Linked DNA regions of Mus musculus: all the other regions are linked to region 6. Evidence: chromatin contacts called from public HiChIP or PLAC-seq, Micro-C and promoter capture Hi-C data. All regions are on one chromosome and are shown on one strand. Each heading gives the region's core, a stretch centred on a gene start, on an enhancer-like site or on the middle of the called end of the contact. The rest is flanking DNA. Distances are from core to core; before and after follow the strand shown. Region 1 holds the start of Prag1 (PEAK1 related kinase activating pseudokinase 1). Region 2 has its middle 4.0 kb from the start of Gm35520. Region 3 overlaps Tnks (tankyrase, TRF1-interacting ankyrin-related ADP-ribose polymerase). Region 4 holds the start of Trmt9b (tRNA methyltransferase 9B). Region 5 overlaps Tnks (tankyrase, TRF1-interacting ankyrin-related ADP-ribose polymerase). Region 6 holds the start of Eri1 (exoribonuclease 1). Region 7 has its middle 91 kb from the start of Lonrf1.

Region 1 (3,951 bases), core at 772-3,271, 600 kb after region 6:
AAGAAAAAGCCATGTTATGGATCAGCAGTGGCAGTATTGTGTATTTATCTCCTGTAAGCCCAGCAAACCATTTGGGAACCATTTATTGAGCAGAAATTCCAAATTAACCCTTCACTTGCTGTGCCATGCTATAGAACCACAGCGGTCTCTCTGTGTTGCAAACTTTGCTTCTTTATTGTGTTCTTTGGGTTCTTTGTGCATTAAGGATAAATTGGGTAAAGAGAGTAAAAAGTGTGGAAGTGTCTCTTATGTGCTTGGCATGGCCTTTATTTATCCTGGGAAGTGTCTATGCCCCCTGGAGAGGACTGAAAGATGTGGGGAGCTGAATGCTGAGAGCCATGAATGATCCAAAATCCCCATGAGAGGGCCCAGTGTCACTGAACTGAAAGCCCCTCTTGGGTCCGGATTGTGTTTGTCCAGTGCAAACCATTTTGTACCTGTCTGCTTGTTGGCACTTTCCCCTCTGGTGTCTTCATAAGTAGACTGGACCCCTCAGGAGAATGTAATGCTGCTGGCGCCGTTCCACCAGAGTTTTCCTTATGTACTTGTTGAAATGATTGACTGGTAGGGCAATGTGGTGGACTCTCGGTGGAATCAGGCAGCTCTTGGTTCCCATCTCAACACTACCACTTTTCACCTGAGGAGCCCTGGCAAAGGATAGGACCCTTCTGGACCTGTGTTATGCTGTGTCAAATGTGCTAACCCTGCCCTGTGACGTTGCCTGGCACGTAGTAGGTTCTTCATGAATGTTAGTACGACTCCTATTCACCTTCCTATCAGTCTTTCCGTACTTAAATGGGTAATGAGGGACATTGAATGATAAGTAAATTCTCCTTATGGTCCCTTTGCACTCCTTACATAGAAGCCACACATATCCAAAACATGTCTTCTTCCTCTTTCATATTCTATATAGCGCTGCCAGTGTTAACACCACATAAAGGCGAAGAGGGGGAGGGTCTGAGTGGTGCCTTCCTTCTCTCCGTGGAATCATCCTGATTAAGGATGTAACACCGCGCTGCCTCTGTAAAGCAAAGGGAAGCAACCAGATGTGTTGAGGGGGGGGTGCGGGGGAGGATTCCGTTTTCACTCAGGCTTGGCCCTGAGCAGTAACTTCAGTGCCTGGCTTCTTAGGGAACACCCAGGGCAAGGTGCAAGTCTGTCCTACTCAGGCAGCTGGAGGAAGGGAGGCGACTGGCTGGCCCTCTCCTGAGAGTTAAAAAAGATTTTTCGCCCGAGGAACAATATCTTGAACTCCTTGTATCTCAGCCAGTGACTCACGCACTGGAAGCGGTGTAAACACAGGTGGAGGACCTGGGTGCCCCAGCATGATTGAAGGCCGGTCCTCCAGGCCAACATTTGCATTCCACTGTTAAAACACTAAAGTTCAAAGAGATGTGCTGAGCCATTTGCTAGAGGCCTGGACATGAGGAGCTGAGCAGGACCTGAAATCTCTCAGCCAGCCCTGCTCCAGCCGGCTTGTGGTTCTCCTAGGATAACAGTACGTGGCAGTGAAGGCGCTCACGCCTCTTTCAGAGCCCACCGCCCTAGATCTTATTATTGTACTCCGGATCCCCTCTCTTCCATGTTTCGTTCTTTTGCTCCCTCCCTACCAGGGTCTCCTAGGGTCGGCTGGGTGGAGGGATGAGAATGCATTTACTCCGACAGACACACCTATCTGTGCATTGTGGTTAAGGAAAGCTGGGAGCACCAGAGATCTTCCAAGCAGAACTGCGCTGAGCTGGGATTGAGCTGGGGACGCTCTGGGGGGCTCAGCTCCAGGTCTAGGGGCGCCAAGGCTCGGGCTGGGGGCGGAGCCTCGCTGTGGCGAGCGAGGGGGCGGGGCGCGGTGCGGAGTTCCTAGGGACCTGGGCAGGGGCGATCGCCCGCCCTCCTGGACTGGGGACGAGCAGAGTGGCGGGACGCGCAGGCCCGGTGGAGACGCGGGGCAGCGGCAAGGACTGCGGGGGTGCGGCGGGAGCGGAGCGGGCGGCGTCACCCGAGGCGGAGGGGGCGGAGCCGCGATCGCAGCTGCCACCCGGCCGCCGGGCCCAGGCAGAAGTCAGCCGCCCGCGGCTGGGCAAGCACTCCGCGCAGACACGCTAAAGACAATGCTCCGAGGCGTCCGGCGGGGCAACGGACTGCTGGGTCACCGACGGCGAGGCTGCGAGACCGCAGACCCCAGGTGAGCCCACCACTCTCTCTCCAGATCCCGCCGCTTTTTGTCTGACGAACGTGGCGGCCCAGGGGCTTTCGCAGAGTCGCTGCGGTGGCCCGGCGGGCCAGCCCCTGCTGGCGTCCCCAGGGGTGACAGGCTACCGATCCGGAGCGCGTGGAGAGTCCGGACCTCGTGCTCAGGGTTGTGCCCTCGGTGCAGGTTCCGAGACGGGAAAGCTGGGGAGTCGGAGGGGTATTTTCAATTCTTTTGAGAAACGCTCGCTTTGAAACTGGGAAACTTTTCCTTGGAGTTCCGGGAAGGGTGATCGACTGCTGTAATGGTTTTACTGGTCTTGCTGGTCTGGCTGCTCTGTTTTGTGTGTTGGGAACTGCTCCTTTTGCAGTGAGTATTGTCAAAGGAGCAGAGGGGCAGAGGCCGTTCGGGCTGCTCCGGCCAGACCCGGAGGTGACGAATTGGGGGTCCAGGGAAGCCACCTTTAGGCTGCAGCTGATCTCTGAAGGAAGGTGCTATCTGTTTGATGAACCTTGGTGATCATTCCATACCTGGAGCTAGCTCCCAACCTTTGCTTGTGATGTCCCCTCTGCAGCCGGGCGCACACACCCACATGCACCCACATGCACACGCAAGCACGCTTACCCTTGGAAAATAGAATCTCTGCTTGTGTGTGAGTCCTGGGAATGCGAATGGAGGCGGCTGAGCAATTCTCAGCCCACAGCGCTCGCTCACTGTGTCTGTTCTCCCAGGTAAAGCTCAACCATGGTTTTGCAGAGCCTATTGTAGAGCCCAAAGGTCTAAGGCTGAGGAGTTTTGCAACGGATTCAGTTCAGACTCAGGTTGGAAAGGCTTAACTGATCACAGTTCTCAACTCTACCTTACAGCCCCTTCTGAGGAGATTTGACAGGAGGCCCCAGAGAAAGCAAGTTGGCTTTCCTAGGGTCCCTCAGAACTTTGCTCCCCTTATTGGATCAGACTGCAGGCTTCAAGTCCACACTCCTCCTACTATGATTGCTCAGAAAGTAGAAAATAAAAAGATATGTAGATACCATTATATACCCTCAGTGCTGGGGCTGGGGTGAGGTGGGGTGTTAGGGTAGTCATGTCCTGCTTTCTCCCTAGACCACGCTGGCTAATGGAATATAATGCATTAATCTATATACTTTCCATACATACTATACCTTTGGGGGGTTGCATTATTATTTTTTTTTTGTAAAATACAAGAAGCAATATTATTTAGATGGAAAATTGTGGAATTCTATCAAGTAAGGCATGAGCAAATTTGGGTGCAAATAAGAGGGGTTTTGACCTGAATACTTAGGATCTGGCCACCCTGATTCTTCGGATTCTTTTTGAGATGGGGGTGGGAGTGTATCTGACAGCTCAGCCTTGTAAATCGTAGCGCCCCGAAGTTTGCAGAGGCAAAGCTCTGTTATTGTGACTTGGATCACAAAGAAGGCTGCGGATCTTTTCCTGATCTTACACTTGCAGCCTCTCACTGAGAAATGGGATCATTTGCATAATTCTGCACCTACCCTCTGAGGTAGGCATGTGAGAAGGTGCCATTCCCAGGCTGTGCAGAGCTGGCACTACCCAGGGCTCTCTCTACTCCTGCTCTGAGAGTCATTTGCATAGTTCATCATCTTTTCCCTGAAAGCAAACAGGAGACAGTTCCAGGCCTAGAAGGGCTGCTCTAGCTCCAAAGACAAGCTGGGAATGTCTGTTTGCAGAGCCTAAGGAGCCAGTTTTAACAGGACACAATGAGTCAGTGACAGTGGGCA
Region 2 (3,471 bases), core at 249-2,748, 690 kb after region 6:
CTTTACAGTGAAAGGCAGGCTGACCTCTGTGGGCTTGATCTACACCGGGAGTTCGAGGTCAGCCAGGTCTACAGAGAAAGACAGAGAGAGGGAGAGAGAGAGAGAGAGGGGGAGAGAGAGAGAGAGAGAGGGAGAGAGAGAGAGAGAGACACAGACTCAGTGACTGGATATGTATTCTGTGAAGACAGAGTTGTTGGGAGTATACTGATGGTAACACAGAGAACCATGGAGACATCCCTGTCCCTGAGAAATATGGGGAACAGAGAAAAATCAGTCTAACAGTCTCGATATACTTGAAGGAATCCTGGCACATTGGAGTAGGAGAGGAACCTCTGAGTCCAGGGCTCTGCACATCTTGATTGATGGACAAAGCCTGCCCTTCCCATGATGCTTCCCTAGCTTAGCCCCACCTCCATACAAGAGTGAGGTCCTGCAGCCTCAGGGACACCTCTGGAGAACTTGGTTCTAGTTAAAGACAGCTAACTATCTTATATTGAGCGTGGAATGCCACTTCAGTCCTGGTCAGATAATTTCTTCTGTTAAACGAGAACATTTAGACCTGTACATGTTAGGTGATATTTAGAGCTTCTTCATCTTCAAATATCTGGAAGCTAAATTGCAAATTAAAAATACAGCCTTGGTCACTTAAATGATTTTGTACCAGAGTTTGAAGCTAGGGCATTACACATGCCAAGTAAATATTCTACCACCGATCTATACCTCCAAACCCATGTTAATCTTTTATTTTGAGGCAGTCTTGTTTGATATGAGTTCACTCTGTAGCCCAGGCAGGCCTTGACCTTGTGATCCTTCCTGCCTCTTGATCTCAAGATGTGTGATGACAGTTCTGTGGCACCAGGTCCAGGTAGAACGTTTTGAAAAGAAAATAGCTTTTGAGTTGTAACATTGTTAGGAAAAATGTTTAAAGTGGGGGGGGGGAGAGGAGGAAAGGGGAAGAGGGAGGGGGAAATGAGGAAGAGGGGGAGAGGGAGGGAGGGAGGGAGAGAGAGAGAAATATGGGGAGGAGGGAGGAAAGGGGAAGAGGGGGAGAGGGAGGGGGAAATGGGGAAGAAGGGGAGAGGGAGGGAGAGAAGAGAGAAGGGAGGGAGGGAGAAAGAGAGAGAGGGGGAGGGAGGAGAGAGGGGGGAGGGAGGGAGAGGGGGAGAGGGAGGGGGAGAGAGAGAGAGAGAGAGAGAGAGAGGCGCGGGTGGTGAGGTGTGTTCACTGTTTAGCCTTGACTGTCCTGTAACTCACTAGTAGACCAGACTGGCTTTGAACTAGGAGATCCACCTGCCTCTGCCTCCTGCCCACATGCTGGAATTAAATATGGGTGCCTCCATGCCCTGCCTTTGCCTGGACTTTTAAATATCTTAATCTCCATCACACACGGGATACACCACATTTCCTTTTCAACCCTGGCAGCAGTCTTTCTCACACTCCCTCGCATACTTGAGTCACCTGTGGGGGTTACAGAGCAGCTCTGACTCAGCAGACCAGGGCAGGGCTGGAGAGTCTCTGGCCCCACCAGGCAGAGTACGCATGCACCAGTCTGCGCCCACGCTCCTGCAGCCTGCTCGCTCTGCAGTGTCAGTAGACCTCTGGTGGCCACATTCGAAATGTGCATTGTTACACTCGATTTTTTTTTCTTTTTTCTTCTGAAAATATTAAATGCTATGTCTCCCCAAAGCCAGCAACTCTACCAGTCTTGTTATTGGCAAAGCAAACAGGGTTTGTTGATTTGAACTCTAACTACCACAGTATTGAAACAGCCAATGTAACATTAGTTTGGACTCTTGATTTAGGTTTTGGTGTCACTCCAGAGAGGCCACATAGCCAGTTAGTGATCATCAAAGAAGGGGCACGCTTAGTCTACATAAATATTAAAGTGAATGTACTTTCTATAAAAGAATACAGGAAAGCAGTCCAGTAGAAGGCTTTATGTGGAGTAATGAATGACTTAAAAGGGCCTTCTTTATTAGTATTGAAAAAGAAAACCTCAGTCTTTTAATTTGACTCACCTTCTCCTGCCAGGGGTTGCCTTAAGTTGTATTTCTTATTAGGTGTTCTCTAATTTAGCCCTTCTATGAAGCAGACTAACCTGCTCTTTAATTAGAAAAATCGAGAGCAGTTTTATAGTAATTTTAAATTTCTGGGTTTTTTTTTTTTTTGGCTAATTTCCATCTATGCTACTGAAACAGAAAACAGAAACGCTGTCCACAGTTCAGATGAGATGTGTCTATCAGCATCCGAGAGACTCCGTTTTAAGAAACACTGCATTTTTTTCCTGTTTTTCTTCTAGCTGCAAACATTTTTTTTTTAATTTCGAATGTCAATAGACATATTTCCTGGTCCTGCCATGTACTTAGATAAATGTTCCAGAAGCCAACTCAGTTTTTTTTTTCCCAAATAACCAGAAAATGACTATCACTCTAGAGTGGGAACATCTGGCCCAAGAATGTTCACGATCTCTTAGCCCCAGGGCAATCCAACTGAAAACTTGTAAATTAACATCAATCTTAACTTGACTTTGATGGAAACTTCTCGTTTTATGCTTGAGCCGACTCAGCAGAACACAGTCCCCTGCAGATGCCGGGCATCAGTGCATTTGCTCATAGAAACTTCCTTGAGTGGAGAAATGTCCAGTGCTCTTGCGTAGGGCACATCAAGTGAGATCCCAGGGTGCTTTGCGATTTTTGCTGACTTTTCATAATCTTAGTAAAGTGTGTTGCTAAGGTTTCAAAGACGGGTGCTAAAATGAGTTTTCTTTTTTAAATTAATTTATTGATTTGTTTATTTACATTCCACACACTGCCCTTCTCCCAGCCCCCCAGAGTCCCTCCCTCTATCCCACCTCCCCTTTGCCTCTGAGATGGTGCCCCCCCCCATATCTCCCTACTCTGATGCATCAAATCCCTGCAGGATTAGGCACATCCTCTCCCATGAGGCCAGACAAGGCAGCCCTCTGCTACGTATGTGCCTGGGGCTTTGGTCCAGCCAGCCCTTGTATGCTCTTTGGTGGATGGCTCAGTTAGAAGTTTTATATGCTTATTTAAAACTCCTTTTCAGCCTTATAAAATAACCTGGCACTTATGAGAACTGTCTGTACAGTCCAATTCAAATGTTTCTGGTTGGAATTACAGTAGGAAAGGTTTTTCTTAGCACAGGTTTAATGAGATACATAATAAATGGTTAGGTATAGCTATTTCTACATCCATAGAGTCTATAAAGTCACACATGCCTTTATATGAATCTGTGAATCAGGGATCTGCCTGTGGTCGGTGGATTTAACCAGACTTTACCTGGGAAGAAACCCTGAAGCCACTAGTTTATCCACACTAAGCCTTTCATTGTATAGCAAAATGTCTGCAGGACGGGCTACTGTGCCTACAGGCAGGGTTTGCTTAATGTTTGACTTTTTCATTACAATGTGATATAAGGAAGAACGGAGCCTCAATAGACGCCTTTCCAAAT
Region 3 (3,722 bases), core at 561-3,060, 600 kb before region 6:
TTCAAAACTCCAGGAAAAATGAGCAGCTACCCTTTAAAATCACTTCCCCAGAGTGAGGAAGAGTACTCAGTGATTTGCCAGCTGGGCACAGTAGAGGATGTTCTAGAGTTCTTTCAGGATTCTAGGTAAGTCATTGCAAAACTTTGCAGTCAATTACCACAGTCTAAAACACATTACATTTCAGTCTACATTCAGCACAAATACAGAGCAGGCAGTGAGGCTGCGCAATTTATATATTCCCTTACAGTTATGACAGTGTATCCTCATGCAGACTATTTCTCTTTTAATCTATTTTCTTACAAATATGCCACAATTAAGTTTTTGAAAAAAGGAGAACTGTTATAGAGATCTAAAAAAAAAAAACATTAACAGTTTCCTACCTTTAATAGACAAAGTGCTGATATCTAGCAGATAAAATTTACCAAATAAATGTAGAATGTGTATGTCCTAACAGACACATATTTGCATCATGGCACACAGAACGCATGCTGCTAATTTTCTTCACTGAAAAGTGTATGCAGTTCCTGTAACAAGCCCCTTCGAGTGTCTGACAGCGGAGGAGCGCTCACTTAGGACCCAGGCTTCCCTAGCTCCATGAATCTTCACAGCCACCAGGAAGAGGGAAGAGCAGTTCACTCTACAGTGCAAAGATGCCAGGAAAAACAGCTACAAATATCTAAGTATACACATGTACACAGACCATACCAAGCAAAATTTCATGGTAAAGCAAGAAGAAATTACTAGAAGAGGTGGCATTTTAAATAACTTACCTTTCGTCCATCACTTGCATGGCAATTCACATTTAGAGGAGTCAGTAAAGCCATTAGTTTTTCTTCATTACCACTCCTATAAAAAGGCAGCAAGTTAATTTCTGTAAAGCTATAGAGCTTCTTATAAATATTTATAGTTCTTTTATAGTGGAAAACAACAAGGCTTTTGCTTTAGAGTTTAAATGTGGATCACAATGCATGTCTATAATATTCATTTCAGTTAACATAATTCCTGTTAATTATGTGGTGGTATGGTATCATGAGTAATGTAGCATTCCACATTTAAAAATGTATCTACATAGTCATTTTAATTACAAACTTCACTTAGAAATGATCTAAAATGTTAGAATTTAAAAATACAAATTCTATAAAGAGGTAATCAATTAGATTATAAATGACCATTACTACTACCACCACAAACAACAACAAAATAGCTGAGAATGAATTTTAGCATTTACTTTATGTCTCTCCTTCAAGCGTGGCTAGGAAAAGAAAATCGTCAAAGCAAAATACAGATATAGGCATATAAACACTCCAAGAATAAGAATATCTTTTGAAAGGTTTGCAGGTAGTACCTCAAGATACGTTACAAAATAAAATTAGCTTTACAGTGCTCAGTATAGTGAAGGATTCTGTCATTACGTCCACTAACAATGTAAAATGAAGTACACAAAGACTTAATAGATCTTACCCACACTATCTCTTAAAACCCAAGCAAGAAAAGAACACATTATAAATCTTTACACTCTTCTACCTGCCCCCCCCCACACACACACCCGTTTCTCCCTAAATGCATTATACTTACTTAAAATGAATGGAATCACTTACCTAGCAGCTTCTAGGAGTTCGTCTTTTTTGTATTCACCTAGATGATTGCAAAATATCATGCTGTTAGCATTTGGCAGAAGACAGATTAAGAAATGCAGTAGGCAGCAAATAGAGAATTAAACAGAGAAGAACAGAAAAGAGAGTCCACACCCCGCTGGGTGATGGAGCCGTGACGTTAGCCAGCTAGTGAAGGCAGCATCACCAGTGCCTTGGAGACGGGCAGTAAATTGACGCAGCTTCTTGTCCAATCCTCAGATGAAATAGCTTTCTTCAGACAGCCAATGAATGCTAAACCTCGAGTCCAGGAACACATTCCCTCTGATAACGGCACGCCAGCTCAAGACAATGTCCCTTCCCCCCGGTTTGTATTCAGGCTGTCACAGTATACTTGTGAAGCATAATACATTCTGAGACAAAAGCAAAATAACGTGGCTCTTTAACGGTACAAATTACTAGCCTTCAAAAAAACCTGTTTTATTTGTAATGCCACAGAAAGTTTTTTTTAATTAATTACCACCATTGAGCTTTATAGCAGGAAAAAAAAAAACCACACAGTAAATATGAAACCACGGATGCTATTTGCCTTGATAGGGAAGGTCTGTAGACTAGAAATACGTGAACTACGTACCAAATGCTAGGCGCCTCTTGGAGGCAGTGCTCCAAAACCAAAGCCGAGAGCATAGTCTTAACGGGCAGCGATAACCTAACCTAGCCTGCGCTGTTACCCTTTCTGCTTGGTGTACTACCCTTTACCAACAGTAAACCTTAGTAAGTAGGGTCTCTGGAAATAAACAAGTAACTAATTGTTACGGCATGGGGAATTTTATTCTCTTCTTTTTTTCCACAATGGATTTTTCAAAACATATCAGTGAGAACAGAACTTAGAAGTCTCCCATAACAGATTCCTTAGAGCACCCAAGTTTCTTTCGCTAGCGCAAATGAAGGATGAGGAGCCTTAATGATAACAACACTGTGTTTGCTCCTTCGATAAACAAAAACAACAGCCAGGACTGTGATTGTGATTGCTTTAATGCAATAACTGTGCTGGTAATATCATTAAAGAAATGATTATACAAATTGTCTTAATATGGCCTTCTGTGAAAAATAGCAGGTATATATTAGAAAAAGAAGACTTTAGATCAAATAAAAGTTACTGTAAATTACTTTAAAATACTTTTAAAAAAACTTTAAGATTTGCAGTTATATCTTTCTTTGTATTTTGATGTAAAATTGAGCTATTTCAACACAAACTCTACAAAGATACCAAGGAGCAGCTGCTTAACTCCTATAATCTACTATTAATGAATATTATATCGCTTGTGTCTTGAATTGGAACTAGGCTAAAATCTAGAAGCTATCATCACATGTTTTCAAATGTAGAAGTTATTAAGGGAATCTTATACTAATAAAGTCAGTTCTATGTACCCCCAATTCCATATAGTAATCTGAACAATTTCAGAATCACAAAATTAGTCTTTTCAATTTCCTATAAATTGTAGTTCAATTGTTTAATAAATAACTGCACAAAAATCAAATTGTATCTTCAGGGCAAAAAATGGTTAAGAGTTAAAAACTTACCTTTATTAAACATTTTCTAACAGCGGTATGGAAATTAAACATACTAGGAATGTCATTTTATAAAGTCAAAATTAAAACTTAAAAAGCCCGAATAATTACAATCTAAATAATGCAAATTATGGAATACATCTATAAAGCCACTCATGTATTCAAAAGGTGTGTGTGTGTGTGTGTGTGTGTGTGTGTGTGTGTGTGTGTGTATACACATATATATATGTATATGCATGCCATGTTCAAAGACAACACTGTCACCTCTGACTTCAAGGAAGATTATCCTATTAAAGCAGAAAAAGAAGTAAGCAAATGATTACAGTAGATTGTGAGGAAATCCTATGAAATACTATTATGTGCTTATTGGCTAGTCTAAATGGGATTACTAACAGGCTAACTGGGGCTAAGGAAGCCTTTCTGGGAGAGAGAGACTAAAGCAGTTTTTAAAGACGTTTTAAAGAAGAAAGAAGCTTTCAGGTAAGGACTGAGAGAGAGAAGGAAAGGCCTGAGGGAAGACAAGAAGTGCTGGCTCTTTCTGGACAGCCCAGTGACACC
Region 4 (3,836 bases), core at 283-2,782, 960 kb after region 6:
AGCATTCTACAGTGGTCTGGTTTCTATAGATGCTACGTCAACACATATCATCATTCATTGTAAGAGAATATTCATTGTTTCTGTTGAAATTCTTCTTACTACGAATGTCATGTGTATCATTACTGACATCTTCATACTATTTCCTTTTTCATTTCTTTAACATTTTATTTATTACTCCATGTGTGTGTGTGTGTCTGTGTGTGTTTATGTGGTTGGCTTTATCACCTGCCACTCCTGCGTCCCATCCTTTTTCCTTGGGTCCTGGCGCTCCTCTGTCACCTCTCCCCTACTTCCTAGCCTGTGCAACAACCCTAAGGGTTCTGTCCCGTCTCCTTTGGCCACTGGCCGCTAACATCTTTATTGATCGATCAGAAACCACATGTGTGCCTCAGCACCTGCAGAGGTTTCTACAGAGGACTAGGAGATGGTTATTTTGTTATTTGTGACATTGCAATAGAAATCCAAACAGAAGTTCTCCCTGGGCCACCCCAGTAGCCTGAGTACTAGAACACTATCCCTGAATTAAACTAATCTCCAGCAGTCCTCCTTGTGGCGTTTTAAATGCACATTGTCTTTGTGAGACCTTAAGATGAGTCCTTACCAACACTTATAACAGGACAGAAACTCAACAACATCAGGGTCTTATCCAAAAGCCAGCAAAGCATTACTGAATGTATTGGGCTCCGACTCCGGGGAACATGTATTTAAAAAAAAAAAAAAAAAGTACAAAGAACCCTGCCTGTAACTGTGTTGTTTACGAATAGGGGTTGAAGGTTACCAGCTAAGACACTGAAAGCAATTAACACTATTATTGCAAAAACAATGATCTATATCCATTTTGGGTGATCGCTTCTATATCCCACCCTGCACTGTTGTGATATACGCGGCTTTTGACCCGCTCGTTTTAGCAAAACATTCAAAAGATTGAGCAAGCGTGCCTGTGCGGTGACAGGCTGGACTTGATTCCTCCAATCCTGAGTCAGCCCACGTGCCCAGATACCCGGTAGGGATTTTTCCTTTACAGTAGGTTGCGGTCAGGATCAAAGGGGAAGAGTTGGGCTCAGGGTCACGTGGTGTCACCACAGGTACTGAGCTGCGCTTAAGGCCCGCCAGGTGTACCCGCCCAGTGGCGTCTCTCCCACTTAGGACCCTTCACCCCACCAGACACTGGAGGTGGGAGACAGGAAGGTCATCCTGAGCCCAGCCTCTGGCGCGTCCGGGCGCGGCGATCGCAGGGGACAGACAGAGCAGCCACACGGCTTGGGCTACGCCGCGCGCCCGCGCCGCGCCGAGCCGACTCGGAGGCGCCGCGGGCTTGCGGTTGTAGCCTGGGGAGAGGTGAGGGCGGGCCCAGGCGGTGGGGACTCCGCTGGGTGGGGGTCGTGGGAAGTCGCAGCTGTCACTCTGGCGCCCAAGCGGTGCAGCTCGGCAGGAGGTCCCCACCGGAGCCTGAATGCGCGCGGCCTCGCGGCTGCATTCCAACTTCTCTACGGAGCCGCGCTCTAGCCCGGGCGCGCGCTTCCGTCCCGCGCGTACTCCCAAAAACCCTTCCCCGCCCCCTGTCCCTCTCTCTAGTCCTCTCCCTTTCATTCTCACGCTCCTAGGCCGACCCGTGGAAGTTGCATCCTGGATAGCCCGGGCTGCGCTACTGAAGAGCTCCGAGCTAGAGCTCGGCCGAGCCTCCCGCCCGGATCCCGGGCAAAGACCGCCCAAAACCTGGTGCTGACCTTCGTCTGCACCGCTCTATGGTGACCCGAATCTCCGCTGCCCGAGTTGCAGCGGCTGTGCACCCCAAGGACTGCCAGAGCGCCCGGGAATCTGCAAGCCTGGGTGAGTTCCTGGTCTTTCTCGGCCATCCTTGTTAATGGTGGGAGAACCTGTTTACCCTGCAAACTTGAGATGTGACCAAAGCAGAGCAGCATGCCTTGCAGGACGTTTTTCAGATGGCAGGGAGGATAAATAGGCTCTCGGAGTCCAAGGCGACAAGCTCAGAAGTATAAAGGTGAAGTTGTATTTTTGTTTCTGGTCGCACGTGTATCTTTCCCTTTAAAAGCCGTGACTTGGGAAATGGTTTTCTACCCAGCAGGAGGCGGGAACTAAGATAACTCAGCAGCCTGAAAGTTTCCAAAGCTGAGAATGAAAATACAGTTTATTGGAAGGAAAGTCAAAACAGGATGGTGGGATCTATACAATGATACGTGCCTCCTGTGTGCGCCTGTTAGAATTAACTTGAGCTCTTTGTCAGAAATAACATATAAAAAGAGACAAAGATGCAAACAACTCCGAGCCCGGCCTTTCTTTATGTATTAGTTGGTGTGCATGAAATCTTTAAAATGCACCTAGGAAATTTCATGCAGGAAAAGACTATATCCGTCTAGCTTGGAAATTAAGGTTATTCCTAATACACCAGTAAAGGGCATTTAACACTCCCCCTCCCCAGCCCCCAGATAAAAGCACTGTTATTCCTATAGCCCGTTAAGGTATCTATTCTTTCTGCTTCCTGGGGGGGGGTGATTAATTTGTATTGAAATTTAGTGAAGGGAAAGTTGTTGGATTTTTCAGAGATCAAGAAGCCTGCTACAGCCGTGTAAACAGCTCTGGTGATGTGATCCATCAGTGACCTAGGGACACTTGGGGTGGGTCTCTGGAGATAAAGATCTCTGGGGAGGAATGTCCAGGAGCCACTGGCTGGCTGTGTGTGGTGCATTTAAAAGGAGACTGTGACAAGTTGCAAAGCATCCAATCACTAAGGAAACCATTGCAAAGAACTGCTGCTTTGTTGATGGCCACGTCTGAAAAGAGGGCCCTCTATAGGCTCCGTTCCTCACTGGAAAGAAAGCCTGCCTCTAGAAAGATCTGGTTGCTCTAAAGATGCTCTTTGAAAATACTTCATCCTTTGGCGTGTGTGTGTGTGTGTGTGTGTGTGTGTGTGTGTGTGTGTGTGTGTCTTGGTATATCTAAGGTAGTTCAGGTATTCTAATGTTTCTCCTTGCGGAAGGGATGGTGACATTGAAAATGACTGGTCTGCATAGTTAAGAACTTAACCTGATTTTAAATGTAGGGACCAGGGGGCAGAGCATTCCCACGAAACTGTAAACCTTCATTTTGTGTGTTTGTTTGTTTGTTTGTTTTATAAAGCTGAATCTTACTGGTTTGGAGGACTCTAAACAAGAAGTGCTAAGTGGGCTTAGTTCTGAAGTGTCTGCTTCTTTAAGACTTGGGCTATGTGTGTCTATCTGACTATCAAGGTTCTGTCACTGCTTTGAAGAAGCCACAAGCCAGACACAGTTGGCAATACAGAGTAACTTGATGTTGAGAGGACAGTTCTCGGTGATGCTCTGGCTCTGATTAGGATCTGAGCAAAAGATGTCATTGGAATGAGCCTTTGGCATGGCCAGTTGTCGTGATCTGTCGTCGTCCACGTCTGTGGTCATCTGTACATTCCTGGTCTCACTCTTACACAAAGGAGGATGTGTTCTAGATATGTAGCGGGGAAGTGTGAGGAAAGCTGCCAACTGTGTTTGAGGAGAGACGGGGGTGTGGGGGGGCGGGGGGGGGGGACTAAATCCAAACTGAGCTCAACTCATAATTGGATCCCCAAGAACCCTGGAAGAAGAGTGATGTTAAGAGGTTAGGTGAGTGCCCCTTAGCTTTTGTGACTCACTTCTCCAGATAGCCTGAGAGAGAAATTTGCTTAAGACCCTTTGATGAGAGGTTCTTCTCAAAGTGAGTGAATGTCATTCATTATTAGGGGACACTTCGAAACCAAAGAAACCAAAGAAGCAAGTAAGGAGGGCTTTCTTTCTTTCTTTCTTTCTTTCTTTCTTTCTTTCTTT
Region 5 (3,959 bases), core at 606-3,105, 580 kb before region 6:
TCAAATCAAATATGCTATCTGTCCTCCACCATACTCCAGCCTCTTCAAGCAAGCATGCCAAAGCTGTACCCTAAAATGATCTTCTCTGACCTGCAGTGAAAATTAGGAGACAGCTTCTTACGGTTAGTGGCTTATATCTAAACCTATGTCTTTCAAACAGTCCTACAGGCAATGACGCATTAAATGCACCTAACAAATAGACAGGCAGGCAGAGAGCCGGAGAAGAGGAAAGGTCAGGGGGAGGACACTCAGAAATACAGTCTTGCTTAGCCCTTGGCACATACTATAGCAGCTATGAGAGGAGCTGTTTCTATACTGTCTTTCTCCTCCGGCCAGAGACCACGGAAGGCTGCTATTCTGTTGCACATGACTGTTTAATAAGAGACTGAAGGTTTCAGGACCAGGCAGGTCAGAGACAAATCAGGTAGGCCCGATTTCATCATTTAAAACTGTGCAGTAACTTTATCTCCACTGATTTAAAAAGCTTTATTCCTCTGGTATATGCTCTCCTCATGTAGCAACTCATTTCATCTTTAATTAATTGAGAAATATCAGATTACTCTGATTTAGCAGTGATTATATTAATTTTAGCACAGTGGGAAGTTGTCGTTCCACGTAGAGTAATTAAGCAAAATTCCATATATTTTTAAAGCTTTCTGTACATAAATGCCTTCTATTCACTTCACAATCTCTATTAAGAGTGCACAGCAGATTGATAACTTAAACACAGTTAAAGCTCTCTTCTACACAATCTATAACAGCACTGTTAGCAGTGCAGTGACTAGGAGGCTCCACATCACAGAGTAAAGGAGGGCAAAGGCAGCAGGACCGGTATGCTGAGAACAAAACCAAACAGAGCCAATGCAGCACTGAGAACGAAGATCAATGAGAACAGCAGCTCAAAATCTAGCCGTTAAACATAATCTTGCCGACCATGACGAAGGGTGCTCTCTACCCTCAGGGTCTCCTCTGTGATGGTTCTTGGCATTTACTTTTATAAAATTAATAAGCCCCAAATCTGCATTACAGAAGTAGAAAGACAATATATTACCCCAATCTAAAAAACTTGGCTATCAGGGTAAAAAGTACAAAGATATAATGAAATATATAAAAGTGGGTGAGGAGAGCACCCAAGTGTAGCTGTTGACCCCAGGGATAAGGCAGCAGGTTGTCTTCCCAATGAAAACTACTTTTACAGTAACACAAATGCCCTTGTCTGCTCAACAGTGAAGGGCTTTAAAAAACCAGCCGAGAAGAGGAGGTAGAGGAAAACTGTGATGTAAGCCATAAAACTGACAAAATATGAGAAACACTATGATGTAATGCTGTAATTCTCAGTGCTATAAGCAGTAAAATTAAGATATATCAATCTATATGATATATACATATATAGGTATATATCTCAACACAATTAATAAGATGCACATCCAATCAATAAGATTTTTAGTATTTTCTTAGCTTCATTAGTGGAAAAATATTCAGTGCATGAAAATCTTATAAAATCAGCCTCCTAGCGCTGGCTCCTTACCTGTGAGGACAGCTTTTGCTGAAGGATCTGCCAGGTCCAGAGCTGATTTCCCATCGGTGTTCCGGATGTTTGGATCGGCTCCGTGCTGCAGCAGCACTGTGCAGGGAAAGCACAAACAGTATCTTACCTCGGGGATACAGAGATTATTTACTGCTAAGTGTCGCCTCGGCATGGTGTAGGCATAAACATACATTGCACAATTTTTTCTCTTTCAAGAAAAGAAAAATGAAAGAAAAAGGGGAACAAAAGCACTGCAGCAAAGGATCTTCTCTAGAGTAAAGCAAAGTTGGCAACTTATGGTACAGTATTATCACATGACTTGACATCATAACCATGAAACTAGAAGCTTGCCCCGGACGGTCCTGCTTTGCCTCCCAAGGAAGCAGTATGGGAGCTGTGTGCGTGTTCCCTGCCTCGCTCTGTGAGCTGTGCTAGCTGAAGCTGCCCTGCCTTTACTACCACTGTGACTGCTTGTTGCTGCTGCTGCTGCTGCTGCTGCTTCGCTGCTGAATCTCCAACACGTCCTCTCTCAGAAGAGTTGTAACCCTGTGCAAGGCTTTTAGTGGCTCAGTGCTCACATATGAAACTCACCATAGACACACTGGCTTGTTTCCAGAAGTTTAACAGACACAGTAATGCGTGCAACGCCAGCTCTTGCAGCCATGCTACAAAAAAGAACTCTATCCTGTATTATGATCCTCCATCAAATTTCTAGAACTAAAAACCCAATCACTGAAATTCATGTAACAAAGGTATTTCATAAAAACTACAGAGACTCCTTAAGATTCAGACCCTCCTATAAGTGAGTGGGCAGTAGATAAAATATGGATATGGCATTTGGGAAGTGTCTAATGCCAACTAAACCACTGCTGTGTAAGAGCAGAGCCCCAGAGACCACGGGAGTGCTACTACCCATCTGATATTTAAACAGTGAACAGGTTAGGCATCTTTAGTCAAAAACCTGAAATTCAAGGTGAGGAAAGTGAATCCTCTGAGCACCTACATAGCCACCTCTGACACCATGATAGGGGAACACTTAAGTGTATACTGAATCACTTTTTTCTACATTTACTGGGGGTGGGGACACAATGTAGAAGTAAGAGGACAATCACTTCTACATGTTGATCCCAGGGATTAAATTCAGGTCCTGAGGCCTGGTGACATGTGTCTTTACCCACTGAGCCAGCTCATTGGCCACTGCTTGTTTTTTTTTTCCCTAAGCAATAAAAATTTTCATTCTTTAGCGAAATATACACTAAGCAACCAAATTTAAACTAATACTCTTCCATTTTAGAACTCTCATTAACATACATGGGATTTAACCAATGAGAGGGCTAAGAATGTAGCTCATTTGGTAGACTGTATGCTTACCATGGTATATGTGAAACACAAATAAATCTCGCATTGAGGCCTGGATTCCAACCTCAAAACATCTCATGCTATATATATGCAAATATTCCAACTCCTCAGGTGGGGTGGGTCTGAACGCCAAAGCACTTAGGTCTCACGCATTTTATTTAGATGAGGGAAACTTACATCTTACATAAGAGTTTTAGGGCTGAAATGGTGGCTCTGCTGGTGAAATGCTTGTTACATAAGCATGAAGAGCCAGGTTCTGATCCTCAGCATCCATCTGTCACACAGAGCTAGGGAAGTGGAACAGAAAGATCCCTGGGACTAGCTGGCCATAGTCTAGCCAAATCAGAGTATCCCGGGCTCAGTGAGAGGCTCTGCCTCAAAACGTGCAGTGGAGAGTAACTGAGGAAAAGGCTCAGTGAGAGGCTCTGCCTCAAAACGTGCAGTGGAGAGTGACTGAGGAAAACACTCAATGGGGCCTCTCTGGAATCCAAAAGCACAAGCACTCTCACGCGCTCAAGCACACTCCTGACAAGCAACTCTGGATACCCTCTGACCCCACCCATACGCGAGCACTTTAAAACATCCAGTAGTGGCTTTGAGCCACTACTAGTAATTCTCAAGTTCTACACTGAAGCCCATACACTCTTTTGAAATTTGGAAGGTGATCTTCATATTACTAAGTACTGAGTCATATTGTTTATAAAGCCATTCTTTCTGTGATGCATAAGCCATCAAGACCATGGCTTTGCTACAATGGATAGCTGTCTGAAGGTTAGCATTCACACCTCTCCCCTTAGATCTGGGGCAATTTCACACTTGCAGTATTAAAACAAGCCATACTTGGGAAGACACAGAAAGATCTGCAGACCTTCTGCGGTCATCCTCCCACCAGCTGCAGGTCTCCATGGTTTCAGTTGTCTTCAGCCAATCATAGTCTAAAATATGAAATGTAAGGCTCACACCATGCACCAGTCTGAGTACCCTGCTCCATCCACCCACGAGGTGAACCAGCCAGCACTCTGTCCAGTGCACTCACTTGCATGTGCTGCCTACCCCCAGTCACTCAGCAGTC
Region 6 (3,709 bases), core at 939-3,438:
CATTCTATAATCTGCATGTACCCAAATGAATATACACATGGTTTCCATTATAACAAACAAGACATCCCTTTACTCTTTACATTTCGGGAAAGGATCACGAACTTCATTAATTTGTCCTGAGTTCTATTTCCAGCAATCACATGATGTCTCACAAGCATCTATCTGATGCCTCTTCTGGCATGCAGGTGTACATGCAGATAGTACTCATACACATATTTTAAAAAGTGTGTTTGAAAAAGGGCCTTAGGGTGTGGAACTTAAGGATGGGTTTGCACACTTTCCTAAACCAAATATGAGTATCTCAAAATATTGCTGCTCTTTTTCTACTTCGAAGGTAGCTCTATCTTCATCTTTGAAACCCTTTGTAAAATGAACACAATCTGTTTGTTTCAAAGTGTCAGTTTTATAAAGTAACTAGGAAGCAACCACTTCTCAACACCCTGTTCTCACAATCTTGTAGTCAAAAACCATACGCTATTTACAAAAAAAAAAAAAGCTTTTGCACACTGAAACAAAAATGTCCAAACATTAAAACGCCATTCTTTCCTTCTACCAGTTTACACCAGCCACCAAAACTGGAGCTGGTGGAAATTTTACTAGCTAAATCTCAAAAACAACAACAACAAAAAACTTGAACAAAGTAGTTTCAAAAAAAAAAAAAAAATCCATCTGAACACAGATCCAGGCCTTCAAAGCATTCTATCTCAAAGTTTCAGGACTCTGAAAGACAATGAAGTATATTCAACTTCTCTTAGAAAACGCTCTGCAAATTAAAATTAGCTTTCGAACCGACTTAGATGATATTGTCAACAACGTATGTTAAAATGAAAGGGGCATCTTTCCAGAGAGGGCAGATGGAAGCGTCTTCAGCCTTCCAAAGTACCTACCAACAAAGGGAATAATCTGGAAAGATCCAGAGAAGCATGCTCCGGACAAGAGGAGCACAAGATCCTTACGTTACAAAACACTCCACGATAAAAGAACACAAGGAAGCCAGAGTGGACGAAGATGTGTATATGAACTGAGCAGAGGGGCAAACTGAAGAAGGCACGGAATGCGCAGCGCAACCTCGGCACAGACTGTCAAAAGGAAACTCTAGAGGCCTGATAGACAGCTTAACCATGAAGAACAAACTCTGCTCTTCCCCAAGACCCATACCTCCTTTCCTGGTCTTCAGAGGCACCTGCGCACACACACACATTTTAAAAAATAATATTTAAAAGGCTATTCTGGCTACTACACGAAGGTGTAAATGGAAAGAATAAAGGCATTGGGACGCCTCTATGGAATACCCACCTTCTGACATTTTGGTTTTTGAGCCTAGCCTTTCACACCCAAGCCATCTATCTCTCTACCCTGCCAATGAATGAATAACCTGGGTGTCAGTACTCAACTCCTCTTACGAAAAAGCGACAGAATTTAGCATCTCGCTCACAACCCGCGGCGCTAGCCAACACTAATTCATCAAGATGAAAAACAGAAGTCCGGGGATCATCTCCTGATCTTGCCCATGCCGTGAGGAAGTAGCAAATCACTTAGAAAGCCGGTCGTGGCAGGGTTCTGGGCGAGACAGTAGGGGACGGGGAAAGACCGGGGGAGGGTCCTCTCGGGAACAGATGCACCTCGGGGTGCAGAGGGCAGTGGGCCGTCTGGGGCTGGGAAGACACGGGCTGTCCGAGCACCCCGAAAGGCTTGCCGCCGCATCTGGCGGGGAGGGTGGGCGCTGGAGAGAACCCAGCCAATCAGCGCCACGGGGCTGATGGAACGGCAGTGCGCCCGCGCGCGCCGAATGTTTACGCGGAATTCTCACTCGGAACTTCCCGCCTGACCTCCTCCCTCTCGAGGCCGACGATGCTCGCCCCGACTAGGACGGAGCAGGGGAGCGAGCGAGGCCGCCCCGCACGCGCGCGCGAGCTCCCGACCTCACCTCCACGCTCAGCGGCCGGGACTCCTCACACTCCGGCCGCGGCGTCTTCTGCTGCGCCGCGTCGCCGCCACGCTCCCGGCCCCGCTCGTCCTCCATGCCGCCTCTCGCGGGCCGCGAGACGGCCGCGGACGCTCACTGTCGGTCCACCGAGACCCGCGGGAAGCCGCCTCGCTCTCTCCCTTGAAAAACTACCGCGCTTCACGTTCCCGCGGCGGCCGCCACACAAACTCCGCCGGACGCCTCCTACTTCCGGGAGCGTGTGGCGTTGTCACGCCGCGCAGGCGCAGTGGGCGGGTCCCCTCCTTTTTCTCCCCGCGCGCGCGCGGTAGGACGGCGGCGGGAGAGAGCCCGGGAGGCGAGCGATTTGGGGAAGTGGGCGTGGGTAGCCCGCAGGTTCGAAAATGGTGCTGCGCCGGTTGCCTGGGATGCGCGCGTGAAGCTGCCCTAATTAGTGTTTGCTGCAAGTTCTAAGGTCTTTCCTCCCAGTAACTCAAAATCTATTTACTTTTTTTCCCCCACTGTAGCAGAAGCTGCTTTGACAACGACCAGTGTAGTCTATGTATGCCCTTCTGCAGATGCGTTCCTAGGGTCTAGATTCCACAACGCTGAAATCTACAGGATTGCATCCTTTCCAATGCTGTTTGGCATTTGGGGACGTTTTTAAAAATCATTTTCATTCGTCTCCACCCCCCCCCCTTGTGTTTATGGGTGTTTTACCTGCGAGCATGTCTGCACCGCGTGTGTGCAGTACCCCAGGGAGGCTGAAGAGAGCGTTGTCCCTGGGATTGGAGTTAGAACCCAACATGGGAGTTGCCATGTGGGTGTTTTTGAGAGGCGAAGGAAGAAACTACCATTCCAACTTAAGTGTCTGGGCAAGATGAACTTTACTCTTTATCAAGCGGGTATGCTCGAAGAGTGAATACATACAAGTCAGGAAGTGTGTTTGGTGATTATTTTAACTTAGGGTGTGGCCTGTGTGTGTCTCTTCCTCCTGATTTGAGGTCCCGTTGTTTCACAGCCTGATTTGATTGGCTAGTCTGAAAAGAATTGGTGCACAGGAAGTGGAGGATGGGGAAAGGGGCCATTGGAATAAAGGAGCAGTTCTTTGAGTAAACAGTAGTTTTTCTGGATCTGAAGGATCGAAACATTTTCATTAAAAGTCTCACAAGGTGGAGGAAGATAAAAAGATTTCAATTCTTTGTCTTAAACCCAAGTTTTATAGTATCCATAGAAAAGACTTGTGGTGGTTTAAATATGCTTGGCCCAGGGAGTGGCACTATTAGTAGATGTGGCCTTGTTGGAGGAAGTCTGTCACTGTGGGCATGAGCTTTAAGACCCTCATTCATGCTGGCTGCCTGAAAGTCAGTCTTCTCCTGTTTGCATTTGGAGCAAGATGTTGAACTCTCAGCTTCTCCTGTACCATGCCTGCCTGGATGGTGCCATGCTCCCACTTTGATGATAATGGACTGAACCTCTGAACCTATAAGCCAGCCCCAATTAAACGCTATCCTTCTAAGAGTTGCCTTGGTCATGGTTAAACACTTGTCATAAGACAAGACTCTTACTTGGTATTTCTCACACACTGGCGATTGAACCGGGGTCTCTAAAAAGGCAGCCAGTGCATCTAACCATAAAAAGAAGAAAAATCACTTTTCCAGTCTCAAATTCTGCTTGCTTATTTTTAAAAATATTTTATGCTATTCCATGTATATGAGTATTTTGTCTACATGTGCATCTATGTACACTTCATGTATGTGAAGCGCCAACAGAAGCCAAAAGGTG
Region 7 (3,894 bases), core at 581-3,080, 850 kb after region 6:
TTTTTTCAGAATGTCACATAGTGCAAATTATCCTTTTCTCAGAGTCTTCTTGGCACTGCCTTAGCGATCTTCCATGTCCTTCTGTCACATGGCACCTAATTTCTTTTTGGCGCATCTGCATGCATGTCTAGTCTTCTATTCGCCTACTAAAAGATATCTTGGTTGCTTTCAAGTCTTGGTAATTATGAATAAAGCTCATATATATGTATACATATATGTGTGTATGTGTGTGTGCATGTGTGTGTGCGAGTGTGTGTGCCTATGTGTGTGCGCATGTATAGATTTGGTCTTTACCTTAGCCAATGATTCTCAACCCTTTAATACAGTTCCTCATGTTTGGTGACCTCCAATAATAAAATTATTTTATTGACACTTCATAACTGTGATTTTGCTACTGTTGCAAATTGTAAATATTTCTGAAGATAGAGGTTTACCGAAGGGGTCAAGACCCACAGGTTGAGAACACCCATCGCCTTAGGCTAAGTACTGCAGACTGTGATTATCAGGTCATATTCAAGTAACTCCAGTTCTGTAGCGGCTGGCTGACCTCCCACCATGGCTGTAGCTCGTCATCTCCTCCAACACCGACTGCAGGCCCCTGTTTCTCCATCTCCTGTGTCCCTGGTATTTGTGTTCTAAATTTTGTGCATTTTGACAGGTGTCTAGTGGTGATGGCTAGTTTTTATTTCTTTTACTAGACCTTTTAGCTACTGTTTTAAAAATTAATATTAAAAAGCTCTTACCCCTATCTTACACAGATGATATGAGTCTCTGAGAAGTTAGTCAACTCCCAAATGTTAATCGACCTTATGGCAATTCCGTTGACAGAGAGGCGTCATGTGACACCGTCATCTGTACTTGTCTTTCAAAGTGTGATTCACAAGTGACACGTACATGCTTTTTAAAAATCAGGATGCTTTTACCTTTATTGATGAATTAACTGAGGCATCTTTAGGCTATTTCTATCAGTTTGCTGAAAATTTCCCAAGTATCTGCTCCAGATGGCAATTAGAGACCAGAATGTGCGGTATTAAGCATTTTCAGGGTACAACACTGTCTCTAATAACACTTTCTTCTAGATAACATGGCCAACCTTTTCCTTCCTAATACCGTCTAATTAACCAAGACGAGCGCTGCCAGTAGGAAAATTCCGACTTTCTCTTTAGAATCGAAGTTGTTTTTATATAGACGTTGGCACCTGTGAAGCCAGCACAGCAACAGCCCACCCGAGTGAGCAATTTGGCCCCTGTTGGTAAATAAAACATATACACTTCTAATCAGTTTCATTTAAAAATTAAACACAGCTTATATTCTAAGCACATTAAAGGCCCTGTCTTGGCAGGGCAGCGTCGCTAGCTGAATCACTGGAAGTTTATGACGCAGCTCCAGGTGGCACGGATAAACATCAACACAGACACATCTTCCTGTTCTTGTGCTTTGTGCTTTATTTTGTCTCCTTTGGTTGATCCAAATCCCAAGAATTCAACGGAGTAAAGGACTGTGCTTCAAAGGAAGGGTCTATTACCGTGTGACACACAGGCCTGACTCCCTTGTCATCGCTGGAGACAAGTGGATACAAACCATCTGACAATATCCCACGGAAGAAAAGATGACAAAATGTTTTCTTAGATTAGCCTCTGTGTGTACGCGCGTGTGTGTGTGTGTGTGTGTGTGTGTGTGTGTGTGTGTGTGTGTGTGATCTAACACTCTTAAACACCAAGCCCTTAAAGATAAGGAAAGAGGCTTGTTTCTTTTACAACCCACCAGCCTTCCCCTAGTCTCTGGTCCCTGGCCACCAGAGGCACACTAAGAGTTGGCAGAGGAGCCAATGGCAGATGGGCTGTTAATAAGCTCTCCTAGAACACGACTTGGCTGTGCTTGGACCCTGTTCTCCATTTCTCTGCTGCTTATTTTGATGGAAGCCATTGGGACTGAACTGAGTCTGAAACTGGCCTGTGACCAAGCCACTCACGGACTGCAAGCAGACACTTTGCCATCAGGAGAGGATAGAAACTTTAGACCTGCCTCCCGCCTTCCATCCTCTATCAGCAGAGGATAAGGACAGAGTGCTAAATCTCTATGGTGGGAACCTTACTCTCACCCTCCCAGTGAATACGAAAGCCCTTTGGGACTGATGAATTAATTGCTTTGGATAAAAATGTTCTTTCTGTCTCTCAGATCACCCTCCTCACAGTAAGGCATGACTACACAACCATTGGTGGGGAAGGGGGACTCTGGTTTGGTTTTGTATTTGAACTGTGATAGGCCACTTCTAAGGAGATGTCACTTAATCATTTTTGAATGCTGTTTTGCGTTAATAACTCAGCTTATCCTTAGGTCCTTTAGTTTGTCAACCCGCACAGTATGTCTTCTCTTCCGCACAGTGGCCTGTATTGATGGTCCACTCTTAGTGTCTGCTGCAGGCCACTCTCATCATCCTGGTGGCCTCCCAGCCACTGCTCTACCCCTCCTTCCTGCCCTCATCATGTGGGAATGAATGGAGAGTGGCGTGGGAGGCTAAACCCCAAGGCTTCGTTTTGCAGGATGGTCAGGGACTGCTTCCTGTTTCGTGTGCAACTGCCTAGAAGGTGCCTTTCTCCAAGACTTAAATAAACAACACCAAAGTCCAGGAATCCCGTGTCTTGACTGTGGCACCCGTTGGGCCAACTCATTCTCTTATTCCTTATGCTTTATGAAATTGCCTCAGGAATGGCAAGGAGGGGTTTCTTCCTATTCTCCTGCTCTATCGGCCTCTTGTGTAAAACTCTATGGTTCAACCAACCACACTGAAGAAAAAAAAAAAAAACAATGGATGAATTTAGCGCCCCCCCCCCGTGTGTTTGTGTGTGGTGTGTCAAAAGCTTTGCCAGAAAAGCTTTTGTTTCGCTTCATTTGAACCATATTTCTAATGTTTCTCAAAGTTCTAAATGTTTTGCTTCATTGAAACTAAATTATGTTTCAAGCCAAACCATAATTTAAATGACAGAAGCTAAGTATTTGTCATTTTGTTGTTAATTTTTCTTTGTGTTCCTTTTATAGAAATCTTAATCTTCCTCCCTTGGGCAGATGGATGTCTTGAGTGTTCTCGGATCAAGGCTGTGTATTTCTAAAGTCAGAAGTAAAAATAAAAAACACTGCCCCCCATATTAATGTCCAACTATTCCATCCCATTTATATTTATGCTGCCCCATCCTAATAGCAAATTAGCAAAAAAAGTATAATTTTAAATAAGTGTAATTTTTAATGCTGTTCTGTATAGAAGGGATTTAAGTTCTATTTAAACAGATTTCAACTGTTTGCCTAGCTCCAAGTCTACGTTCTTGCCTCCATCTGGTGGAGTCTCTGGGGGGAACTTACAAATTAAGAGTCAGCCATGGATGGCAGCATCGGCCACGGTTTATATCATGTGAGCATTCTTGAGTGTTAGAGAAGAGAGCAGAGGAGAAATAAACATGGCTTCCACCAAGCGCAAGCTAGAGTCCATCCTGAGGTCCTAGGAAATTCTGAACAAGAAGCTGCCACTCAGTGAGAAGACCCCACACACCTGAGCACTTAATTATTAAGAACAGATGTTACAAATGGCTCTATTAAGTTGGAGCTGGCTGGAAGCCCTTTCTCTGGTTTCTTGATTTTATCTAGGAAGCTCGCTCATAAACCATCCCACAACCAAGTGAAGCAAAGGTGAGTAGTTTCTGTTATTCCAGTTTCTGGGTTCACACTCACTACCCAGCCTCCATAGCACGGCTCTCAGGGGGAAAAAGCCACTTGGTTTGCGTTCAGACAACTTCAAGCTTAATGTGTTTTATCTTGATGATTAAATAGCTCGAGCCTGCTGCATCAAAGCTGAGACGTACCTTCCCATGTTCTCCGCTTGTAGAATTCAACTCTAGCTGT

The links. Promoter capture Hi-C pulls out the DNA fragments that hold promoters and counts their contacts. A called contact is a pair of places that touch in the nucleus more often than the background predicts. HiChIP or PLAC-seq counts read pairs in DNA pulled down with a chosen protein or histone mark.
Region 1: a contact with region 6 is called in a Micro-C map of embryonic stem cells, with 2.1 times the contacts expected there. The contact joins the promoter of Prag1 here to the promoter of Eri1 in region 6. A contact is called at or near these places in 7 of 39 promoter capture datasets (the 3T3-L1 cell line, the C10 cell line, frontonasal cranial neural crest and 4 more), 7 of 484 Hi-C or Micro-C datasets (B cells, the Ba/F3 cell line, the HL-1 cell line and 2 more), 9 of 115 datasets of contacts at active chromatin or transcription factors (T-cell acute lymphoblastic leukemia, bone marrow-derived macrophages, craniofacial prominence and 6 more) and 2 of 9 other capture datasets (adipose tissue and macrophages).
Region 2: an H3K4me3 HiChIP or PLAC-seq map of the 230-238 cell line shows a contact between it and region 6, with 12 times the contacts expected there. The contact joins the enhancer-like site here to the promoter of Eri1 in region 6. A contact is called at or near these places in 7 of 39 promoter capture datasets (the 3T3-L1 cell line, the C10 cell line, cranial neural crest and 3 more), 1 of 15 datasets of contacts at CTCF or cohesin (large pre-B cells), 33 of 484 Hi-C or Micro-C datasets (B cells, the Ba/F3 cell line, CD4 T cells and 22 more), 18 of 115 datasets of contacts at active chromatin or transcription factors (the 230-238 cell line, CD8 T cells, DN3 thymocytes and 12 more) and 3 of 9 other capture datasets (embryonic stem cells, liver and macrophages).
Region 3: a contact with region 6 is called in an H3K4me3 HiChIP or PLAC-seq map of forebrain, with 4 times the contacts expected there. The contact joins the enhancer-like site here to the promoter of Eri1 in region 6. A contact is called at or near these places in 5 of 39 promoter capture datasets (cranial neural crest, embryonic stem cells, frontonasal cranial neural crest and 1 more), 1 of 484 Hi-C or Micro-C datasets (neural progenitor cells) and 9 of 115 datasets of contacts at active chromatin or transcription factors (bone marrow-derived macrophages, embryonic basal ganglia, embryonic hindbrain and 5 more).
Region 4: a contact with region 6 is called in an H3K4me3 HiChIP or PLAC-seq map of embryonic forebrain, with 2.7 times the contacts expected there. The contact joins the promoter of Trmt9b here to the promoter of Eri1 in region 6. A contact is called at or near these places in 1 of 39 promoter capture datasets (hippocampal neurons) and 2 of 115 datasets of contacts at active chromatin or transcription factors (embryonic forebrain and large pre-B cells).
Region 5: an H3K4me3 HiChIP or PLAC-seq map of bone marrow-derived macrophages shows a contact between it and region 6, with 3 times the contacts expected there. The contact joins the enhancer-like site here to the promoter of Eri1 in region 6. A contact is called at or near these places in 3 of 39 promoter capture datasets (cranial neural crest, embryonic stem cells and neutrophils), 4 of 115 datasets of contacts at active chromatin or transcription factors (bone marrow-derived macrophages, embryonic stem cells and large pre-B cells) and 1 of 9 other capture datasets (adipose tissue).
Region 7: a promoter capture Hi-C map of hippocampal neurons shows a contact between it and region 6, with 4 times the contacts expected there. The contact joins the enhancer-like site here to the promoter of Eri1 in region 6. A contact is called at or near these places in 5 of 39 promoter capture datasets (the 3T3-L1 cell line, embryonic stem cells, hippocampal neurons and 2 more), 4 of 484 Hi-C or Micro-C datasets (the G1E-ER4 cell line, the HPC-7 cell line, the N1E-115 cell line and 1 more) and 3 of 115 datasets of contacts at active chromatin or transcription factors (T-cell acute lymphoblastic leukemia, large pre-B cells and pro-B cells).

The regions. Positions count from the first base shown.
Region 1 is chr8:36,092,807-36,096,757 of GRCm38.p6, forward strand. It overlaps Prag1 (PEAK1 related kinase activating pseudokinase 1), which reads left to right and starts at 2,022. Exons shown (of 6, transcript NM_172911.3): 1 at 2,022-2,182.
Region 2 is chr8:36,182,778-36,186,248 of GRCm38.p6, forward strand. No RefSeq gene overlaps it. Among named protein-coding and RNA genes, the nearest start is that of Gm35520, 4.0 kb to the right of the region's middle. Within about 2 kb of position 1,499, at least 188 of the 459 cell types and tissues checked have an H3K27ac peak or open chromatin away from gene starts, as enhancers often do. A contact at or near this core is called in the 230-238 cell line, the Ba/F3 cell line, CD8 T cells and 16 more, where this site is marked.
Region 3 is chr8:34,888,906-34,892,627 of GRCm38.p6, forward strand. Tnks (tankyrase, TRF1-interacting ankyrin-related ADP-ribose polymerase) reads right to left here. Exons shown (of 27, transcript NM_175091.3): 4 at 1,599-1,635; 5 at 771-846. Among named protein-coding and RNA genes, the nearest start is that of Tnks, 75 kb to the right of the region's middle. Within about 2 kb of position 1,811, at least 71 of the 459 cell types and tissues checked have an H3K27ac peak or open chromatin away from gene starts, as enhancers often do. A contact at or near this core is called in embryonic basal ganglia, forebrain and neural progenitor cells, where this site is marked.
Region 4 is chr8:36,456,554-36,460,389 of GRCm38.p6, forward strand. Trmt9b (tRNA methyltransferase 9B) reads left to right here and starts at 1,533. Exons shown (of 5, transcript NM_176952.5): 1 at 1,533-1,830.
Region 5 is chr8:34,916,851-34,920,809 of GRCm38.p6, forward strand. Tnks (tankyrase, TRF1-interacting ankyrin-related ADP-ribose polymerase) reads right to left here. Exons shown (of 27, transcript NM_175091.3): 3 at 1,529-1,624. Among named protein-coding and RNA genes, the nearest start is that of Tnks, 47 kb to the right of the region's middle. Within about 2 kb of position 1,856, at least 38 of the 459 cell types and tissues checked have an H3K27ac peak or open chromatin away from gene starts, as enhancers often do. A contact at or near this core is called in adipose tissue, bone marrow-derived macrophages and neutrophils, where this site is marked.
Region 6 is chr8:35,493,345-35,497,053 of GRCm38.p6, forward strand. Eri1 (exoribonuclease 1) reads right to left here and starts at 2,189. Exons shown (of 7, transcript NM_026067.3): 1 at 1,928-2,189. The coding sequence starts at 2,023. It overlaps Gm51568 (a long non-coding RNA gene), which reads left to right and starts at 2,182. Exons shown (of 2, transcript XR_003947532.1): 1 at 2,182-3,709.
Region 7 is chr8:36,338,786-36,342,679 of GRCm38.p6, forward strand. No RefSeq gene overlaps it. Among named protein-coding and RNA genes, the nearest start is that of Lonrf1, 91 kb to the left of the region's middle. Within about 2 kb of position 1,831, at least 6 of the 459 cell types and tissues checked have an H3K27ac peak or open chromatin away from gene starts, as enhancers often do. A contact at or near this core is called in hippocampal neurons, where this site is marked.